Linked DNA regions of Sus scrofa: region 2 is linked to region 1. A link is a contact called in public HiChIP or PLAC-seq data. All regions are on one chromosome and are shown on one strand. The core of a region is the stretch at or near the end of the contact, and the rest is flanking DNA. Distances in the headings are between cores, read along the strand shown.

Region 1 (4,405 bases), core at 1,437-3,936:
ACCCTCATTTATATTTTTATGTTTTATTGATATATTTGAAAAGTTAATTCTAGATGTAGAGGCTTCCTAAAATTTATTACAGCAGTCTCAAATTACAAAGATTAAAATATCTTCAAATAAATGGCATGTTTTTCAGCCATTAAAAAAGACTTTTAGGAGTTCCCTCGTGGTAGTGATTAGGACTTGGCACTTTCACTGCTCTGGCCCAGGTTCAATCCCTGGTGTGGGAACTGAGATCCCACATCAAGCTGCAGCACATTGTGGAAAAAAAAGAAAAAAAGGTTTTATATTCACATGCAAAAGAATGAAGTTGAACTCCTTCTTCACGCCGTACACAAAATTTAATACAAAATGGATCATAGGCATATAAGAACTAAAACTATAAACTTTTTAGAAGAAAATATAGGAGCAAATGTTTGTGGCCTTGGGTTAGGCAAGGCCTTCTTAGATATGACACCGAAAGCATAATAAGCAACAAAGGAAAAAATAGACAAATTGGAGTTCCCGTCGTGGCGTGGTGCAGCGGAAATGAATCCAACTAGGAACCATGAGGTTGTGGGTTCCATCCCTGGCCTCACTCAGTGGGTTAAGGATCCAGAGTTGTTGTGAGCTGTTGTGTAGGTCACAGATGCGGCTTGGATCCTGCGTTGCTGTGGCTCTGGCGTAGGCCAGCAGCTGTAGCTCTGATTAGACCCCTAGCCTGGAAACCTCCATATGCTGTGGGTGTGGCCCTAAAAAGGACAAAAGACCAAAAAAAAAAAAAAGACAAATTGGATTTTATCAACACTAAAAGCTTTTATGCTTCAAAGGACCATCAAAACAATGCAAAGACAACCCATAGAACAGGAGAAAATATTTGCAAACTATTTACCTGATAAGGGACTTGTATACAGAATGCATATTTTAAAAAATTACAGCTCAACTATAAATAGACAAATAAAAAGATAAATGTTCTAAAGGGACATTTCACCAATATGAATGGCCAATATACATATGCAAACATGCTTAACATCATTAGCCATTTAGGAAATGCAAGTCAAAACCATAATGAGATAACATTGTATACCCACCAGGATGGTTACACTAAGACAAATAATACCAAGTGCTGGGAAGGATGTGGAGAAATTAGAACCCTCCTATGCTGCTGGTGGGAATGTAAAATGATGCAGCCATTTTGGAAAAGAATATGTCAATTCCACAGAAGGTTAAACACAGAGTTACCGCATGACCCAGCAATTCTCCTCCTTGGTATACGCCAAAGAGAAATTAAAAACATATTTGTGCACAGATGTTCAAGGCAGCATTATTCATAATAGTTAAAAAGTAGAAACAACACAAATGTTCATCAAGTGACAAATTGGTAAAATGTAGTATATCCATAAAATAGAATATTATTTTTCAATCAAAAAGAATATTATTTTGATACAGGCTATAACAAGAATGAGCCTTAAAAAATTATAATTTTATACTAGGTGAGAGACGTCAGTCACAAAAGACCATATATTATATACTTCCATTTATATGAAGTTTCCAGAATTGGCAAATCTATGGAGATAGAAATAGTGGATGCCTAGGGTGGGGGTGGGGGTGCTGACTGCTAATGGGTGCAAAGTTCCTTCTTGAAGTAATAAAAACATTCTTAAATTGATTATGGTGATAGTTGCACAATTCTGTGTATGCTAATCAGTAAACTTGTCTACTTTAAATGGGCAAATTTAAATTCATATGCGAATTACATCTTAATAAAACTGCTAAAAGTACATCTATGTAAAGTATGTACTAATAGAAGAGATGCTGATAAAATGTGTGAATGATTTGGGATCATGTTCGGCAAACTATGATTATAATTATTTGGAAAATAGATAAAAAGCTCTGACAAATTCAGGCAAGAGATGCACTAAAGTGTTCATGAAATCTGCCTTTAGAATATGAACTATTGCTGATAGCTCCCCCCCGCTACACTTTGATGAGCAGGCCTAACTTTTATACTTGGGGAAACTTTTTTTTTTTTCTATTTTTTGGCCGCCTTGGGGCATATGGATTTCCCAGGCCAGAGATCAGCTGTAGTTGTGGCCTAAGCCACGACTGTGGCAATGCCGGATCCTTAAACCCACTGTGCTGGACCAGGGATCCAACCTGTGTCCCAGCGCTCCCAAGACACCACAGCACTCCCATTGTGCCACAGCGGGAGCTCCAACAGGGGAAACTTTTTTAAAAAAGAAACGAGGACGCTTTATTTTCAAAACAATCATTGAGTAGTATCCTTAGGAAATACTGCCAAACACAAAGCTACTAGAGAGCGTTTCAACTGTCATTCTTCAGACAATAGTCTGATTGAGACCAAAACTGATGTTTTCCGCCCTCTCTCCTACCTCCTGTTCTTCTACGTCTCCAGCCCATAAAAGAACATGATTTAGAAAGTCCTGAGCAAGTAAAACCCAGACATGGGCGGTGCTTGCATCTGGCAGCATCCTGCCCTGGAGGTGAGGGGAAGATAACTGCTATCCAGGGCTTCTGACAGTGAAAGTGGAACAAGAGAGGCATGTCCCAGCTGGGGACAGGAGTTATGGCTGTGCCAGGTCCAAGGAGAAGTTTTATGTATTCCTGGAGCACACACTATATGCTTATCTTTCCTGAGGAAACCAGCTTTTCCTTCTCACCTCCCGAGAGGAGGAGCCAGCACTGGCTCATGTCCCTGGACAGAGTTACACTTCCCAGCTGGCCCCTTTCCAAGCAGCCAGTTGTCCATCTCTATCTTAGAGGAACAGCTCTGACAAAGACCTTGGCTCTGTTCGGAAATTCCCTTTCCTTGCTCTCCCAAACAAAATTAATTTGAAACGGTTGGGTTCATCTGACATTTTTTCCTCTGAAGAGCATGTGTTCCTGTGAGGGGGAGGGTCTCCCAGAGACAGCCCCCAGGCTGTCTGCTCAGAGTCCACATTCCTCCCCAATGCTGATGATCTGCCATGCATTCAGAGGCATGCTCCTGGGATGGAGAGGGAGCTGGGGGCCAGGTTTTTGGGGGATGGTTGAAGGACCTGGGGCTACTTAGCATGCAGAAGAGAAAATTCTGGGAGATCCTCAGAGATATCTCGATGAGCTGTTACCATAAGAAAGGTTGATTTTGGAATATCTCAGAGAAAAACTGAAACCAATGTGGAGAAGTTGCACGGAGGCAAATTGCCTTAACCACAGAAAGAAATTTTAATAACTAGAATTTTCCAACAAGCAAGAGGCTCTATTGTAGAGGAGGTAAATTTCATCCTAGGAAGTCTATATAAACAGATTTATTATCATCAGCTTGTGAGAATGGAAAATTTTTTCAACAGTTGTGTGGTGGTTATTACACACCAGGCACTGTTCTAAGTACTTTATATATATAACTCCTAAATACTTACCACAACCTTCTGAAATAACATGTTTTTTTAATTTCCAATTTACAGATGAGGAAAAATAGGCTCAGAGAGGTTCAGTAACTTGCCCAGGGCCACACTGTGACTCAAACCCAGGTAATCTGGCTCCAGAATCCATGCTCTGAACCATCTAGTAAGGTCATATTTATATTAACACCCCAAGATATGACTGTAGGCCTCTACATGTCAAATTATAGAAAATTTTCTCCCTCACCTAGAGGTATTTGGATCATTTCCAGGAGTCCCCATGGAGTACCTACCTATGCCTGCAACCTGTGCATGTGGCACAGCACCTGTCATGCCCTGTGGCTTCCCCCTTGGTGACATCTCAGCTCTGAGCATGTTTTACAAGTCTTGCTGCTCCTCTGCAGACCACACTAATTGTGAGAACACCAATGTCTATGCCAAGGGGGCTTCCTCACAATGACCCTATCCCTAGGGCTCGGGGTCCCTATGTGTCCCTGGGTCCTGAGAGCTGTGGAGAATGGTCCCTCTTCTGTATCAGTCTATCAGTGAGTCACCAGCAAATACTGCTTTTGGCCAGAGTCCTCTATCCCTCAACAACGAGATGTCTCTCTCGGCTACCGGCCTTCATCTCCTTGGTTGTAGAATTTCAGAGACATCCAGCCACTGGAGTTGGATTGTGCAGTGTATTCTCCCTCCCTGTCACCTTTCCTTCTCTCTCACCTGTCTGCTGCCACTGGACAAGCAAAATAAATAAGACTCTCTATCTATCCCCTCAGCCACAAAATATAGGGTCCTATGCACCAGCTAAAGAGATCCTCTGAAGAGATGTCGCCTAGCTTCTCCCCAGGCCCTGCTAAGCCAAAAAGGATGTGTGATACCTGTGAACAGAAGAAGGAAGACTGGTAGTCAGGGTGTTAGGGAAAGGTGTGCTGGATCAAGGTGGAAGCTGGAAAGAACGGTAAGGTCTTACCAATTCTAAAGTGTTAGAATGCAAAAAAATAAATAAGTAAAAAAGGAGTTCCCAT
Region 2 (4,066 bases), core at 1,170-3,669, 68 kb before region 1:
AAGAGCTGGTCCCAGCCATGTCTGCCTCTATAGGAATTTAAGTCACTGCATTGTAGTGCCTTTGACATAAGGGTTGGATGCCAACACCACCTCTGCCAGTTACTATGTCAATGACCCTTGAGCAACTTCTCCAATGATGTGGCCCCCAGTTTCATGCTCTGTCAAATAGGAATTGACAGTATCTCTCATATATCCCGTGGTGAGGACTGAGTTACATACCATGTAAAGCACGAGTCATTTTCTTCCCAGGAAGATTTATACTGTCTCCTCTCTCTGTTGAGGGGTTTTGTACCTATTAAGTAACAATAGCAAGACTAGAATAATAACTGTTTATATTTGTGTGTATGATGTATATGGTATATAATATACAAAATTACATAAATCTATGTATCATATACATGTGACACATTACATAATATATTTATGTTTATATACATAGATATATATCACTTTCTACCTGCCAGGTACTTTTTTTTTTTTTTGGACTGCACCCACAGCATATGGAAGTTCCCAGGCTAGGGGTTCAGTTGGAGCTACAGCTGCTGGCCTGCGTCACAGACACAGCAATGTGGTATCCGAGCCGCATCTGCAACCTACGCCACAACTCATGGCAATGCTGGATCCTTAACTCACTAAGCGAGGCCAGGGATCCAACCCGAAACCTCATTGTTCCTAATTGGATTTGTTTCCTCTGCACCACAATGGGAACTCCATTGCCAGGCACTTTAAAAAACATTTTTCATGCATTAACATTTATAATCTCTACAACAGCTTTAGAGGATTGTAATATTTTTCACATGAGGAAAGTGAGGCACAGAGGACTCGATAACTTGCCCAGAGTGAGTCAGCTAGTAAATGGTGGCTCCTGGATTCATATATAAGTAGGATGTGCTGTCTATCACTCTATGTTCTAGAAGCTCTTAAGCACAGGTTGAGGGGCTGTTTCTAGCAGTCAACACCTCTGAGCTGAACAGACTAACTCAGAAGGTGTTCACACACTGGGCAATGTTGTGATGACTGATGGGAATGCATTCAGTGAGGATGCCGCTGCTAGTATTACAGGGGATCCAGGCACCAGGAGCTGAGCTCTAAGATCTCTGTCTTCCAACGCTGATTCCACTGTCCAATGTCCTAAAAGCCTGAAATAGCCCAGTGCGAAGCAGCTCTGGGTCAGTCACAGACACCTGGCTCCCCAGCTGGTAGCTTTGGCATCATGGTCCCTGCTAGGCACCACCTGGGCATGAGGGGACACAGAAGCAGGCAAAGGCACTGAAGAGCCCCGAAAAAAGCCTAGGAGAAATGCTGAGAGTGACACACAAAGAGTTAAAGAAAATAACAAAGGGGAAAAAAATAACCGAAATTTCTACATACATGCCCCAAGTTGAACTGTATGAATATGTTCTTTGTAGCATTATAAATAGAAGCCAAACATTGCATAAGGTAACCTGCCACCAGGGGGTGCAGGTTAAACATTTGGGTATATCTATACTACAGGATGTTATGCAACTGCAAAAAAAAAAAAAAAAAAAAAAAAAAAAAAAAAAAGAGCGATCTATACGTGTCTAAAAATATTTAAAAATGAAAAAAAGCAAAATTTGTAATTGTCTGAAGTGGGTTCTCATTGGTATAAAAAGGAAGGTGATTTTATACACACACATACAGTCTGAAACATGTGCACAGAATATTTCTGGAGGCCTAAGTATGAAACTGGTAATGGCAATTGCTTTTGGGGAGTTGAAGGCATGAAGCCCACTTAATTTGTATTACAAAGTCCCTTTGAACTTAAAAAAAAAAAATTTTTTTACAAAATTATGTTGTTTTCTTTTTGCAAAAATAACCAGTACATTAGACAAGTTTAAAAAAATTTAACTTAAACATGTCATCTACGAATAAGGCCTGTGCCAGCCTCAGACCCCGTATCACTTGACCCTTGAAGGGGTAGACTGTTCTTAAAGACCCAACCTGCTTTCCTAGTGACAGGCGGGGGGCAAACCTCAGAAACACAATGGTCTTTAACCTCCAACAAAATGTGCTTTGAGTTCCCAGGCTTCATATCCCCCTACTGTTTCTTAAGATGTGGCTAAAACCGCAGAGATCTTATCACTCTGGAGGAAAAGGCTCACTCGTTAAGGGGATCCCTGGGATGTTATCCAGTTGAGCTTGTAAAAGTTTAAAATAGTTTCCATGATGTACCTGAGCTAATAGTGGCCCAGGAGGCCTTGCCCCAGGACTTGTCAGCCAGGGGGTCTGCTTTGTAAAAGCTCCCAGGAACAGCCTCTATGGATAAAGCTTTCAAGAAGGCAGGGTGAACACGTCACCTTGTGAGAACAGTAAGCCAACTCCTCACCCTGTGTCATCTCTTCCGCATCAGTGGTAGCAGCACTTTGGCAGCTGCCGGCCATGTTCCAAGCCAGACCTAGGCGCCAGGGCCAGTTTGCATAGCAATAGAAAAAGAGCAGGCTCCTGAAAGAGTACACACGTACCCTCCGGCTGCTCAGGGCCTTTTGTGGAAGTCTGTCCTGAGATAGTACCATCATTCACTTCAGGACAGTTGCCACACTCAGGGCAAGGGAGGGAGCAGCAGAGGCCAGTCCAGACCATTCTTGCACAGCATGACATTTGACAGATGAGGGAACCGAGGGCCAGAAAGGTAGATTGGGCTGTGGAGCTCTGCTTCAGAAAGATCAAGCAGGAGTTCCCGTCGTGGCGCAGTGGTTAACGAATCCGCCTAGGAACCATGAGGTTGTGGGTTCAGTCCCTGCCCTTGCTCAGTGGGTTAACGATCCAGCGTTGCCGTGAGCTGTGGTGTAGGTCGCAGACGAGGCTCGGATCCAGCGTTGCTGTGGCTCTGGCGTAGGCTGGTAGCTACAGCTCTGATTAGACCCCTAGCCTGGCAACCTCCATATGCCGCGGGAGCAGCCCAAGAAATGGAAAAAAAGAAAAAAAGATCAAGCAGTCTAAAAGATATTTTTGAAGATATTAAGAGAGCCCAATAAAGCCTATATAAAAAGAGATACTAATAAAGTGCTTGAACTCAGGTTCAGGAGTCAGTAGAAAGTTTGGGAAGAAAAGATCTAACGTTGAAGAGCTGGCAATCAGATGTTCAGAAAAACAAAGCAAGAAAAGTCACAGACACAATTAGCTTTAGGGAAAAAAGGAGGAAATTTTCCTCCAAAATGTTATTCCAAAGGGGTCTTTCTTAAGAGCAGAACTGACAAAAACGTTTAGTACCCTGGCAAAAACTTTTCAGTAGTTGTGTCAAAGCCCAAACTCCTGAGCATCCCTTAAAAGTCCCTTCATCAGTGTGACTTCCTTCTACTTCCGAAGCCTCAGTGTGCCTGTCATAAGGAAGAACTAGCAGGTTCCAGAATAGGCCAGTTCTCCTTGCCCACACCTTCCTAACTGGAAAATACTTCACAGCTCTCAGGATTCAGCTCTAGTGCCACCCTTTTAAAGTCTTCCCTGCCTCCTCCCAGACAAATGCAAGCGCAGCCTTTGCTCTGCACCCACCATGCCCCCTATGCTAGAGGGAAGGCAGCTGTGCAGTCGGATTCTCCAGATAACAGTGTAGCTTAAGGTGGAAGGAGAGAATGAATCACTGGCTGGGGGTTAAGAGGAGTCCATGGATCCCGCCTGTCTCCCCCACAATGTTAACTGCTTCTCCTACTTCAGCCAGTCAAGGGCCCGCAGTGTTCTGCCTCGAGCTGACTAGGGAGTGTGGGCTGTGAGGGCTTCTAGAACCCTGCAAAGGTCGCTTGCTAAGGCGCTTCCTCCACATATCCACATGAGCCTCTTCTTCCCTCTTCTCAGGAGAAGAAACAGCTGTCCCTGGATAGGCTCCTGGCAGACTGGCCCACTCCTGAAGAACCTGAGCCCCTGGTCATCAATGAAGTCCTTCCTCAAGTGACTCCAGTCTTCAGACGCCCCCATCATCCCAACTGGCCAGGAAAGGGACAAAGGCTCCAAGGTCACCACGCCTCTGAGGAAGACACAGGGTCCAGTGCCTCAAGTCCACCACCTCCAAGGGCTCTCACAGCAGAGACAGGACCCGCAGTGGATCTGTACA

What was found. HiChIP or PLAC-seq counts read pairs in DNA pulled down with a chosen protein or histone mark.
Region 2: an H3K27ac HiChIP or PLAC-seq map of skeletal muscle shows a contact between it and region 1. The contact joins two enhancer-like sites. A contact is called at or near these places in 8 of 47 Hi-C or Micro-C datasets (blood, fetal liver, fetal skeletal muscle and 5 more) and 1 of 2 datasets of contacts at active chromatin or transcription factors (skeletal muscle).

Annotation. Positions count from the first base shown.
Region 1 is chr6:145,146,097-145,150,501 of Sscrofa11.1, reverse strand. No RefSeq gene overlaps it. Among named protein-coding and RNA genes, the nearest start is that of SERBP1, 38 kb to the left of the region's middle. Within about 2 kb of position 2,686, at least 9 of the 83 cell types and tissues checked have an H3K27ac peak or open chromatin away from gene starts, as enhancers often do. A contact at or near this core is called in skeletal muscle, where this site is marked.
Region 2 is chr6:145,214,459-145,218,524 of Sscrofa11.1, reverse strand. IL12RB2 (interleukin 12 receptor subunit beta 2) reads left to right here. Exons shown (of 15, transcript NM_214097.2): 15 at 3,811-4,066. Among named protein-coding and RNA genes, the nearest start is that of SERBP1, 30 kb to the right of the region's middle. Within about 2 kb of position 2,419, at least 5 of the 83 cell types and tissues checked have an H3K27ac peak or open chromatin away from gene starts, as enhancers often do. A contact at or near this core is called in skeletal muscle, where this site is marked.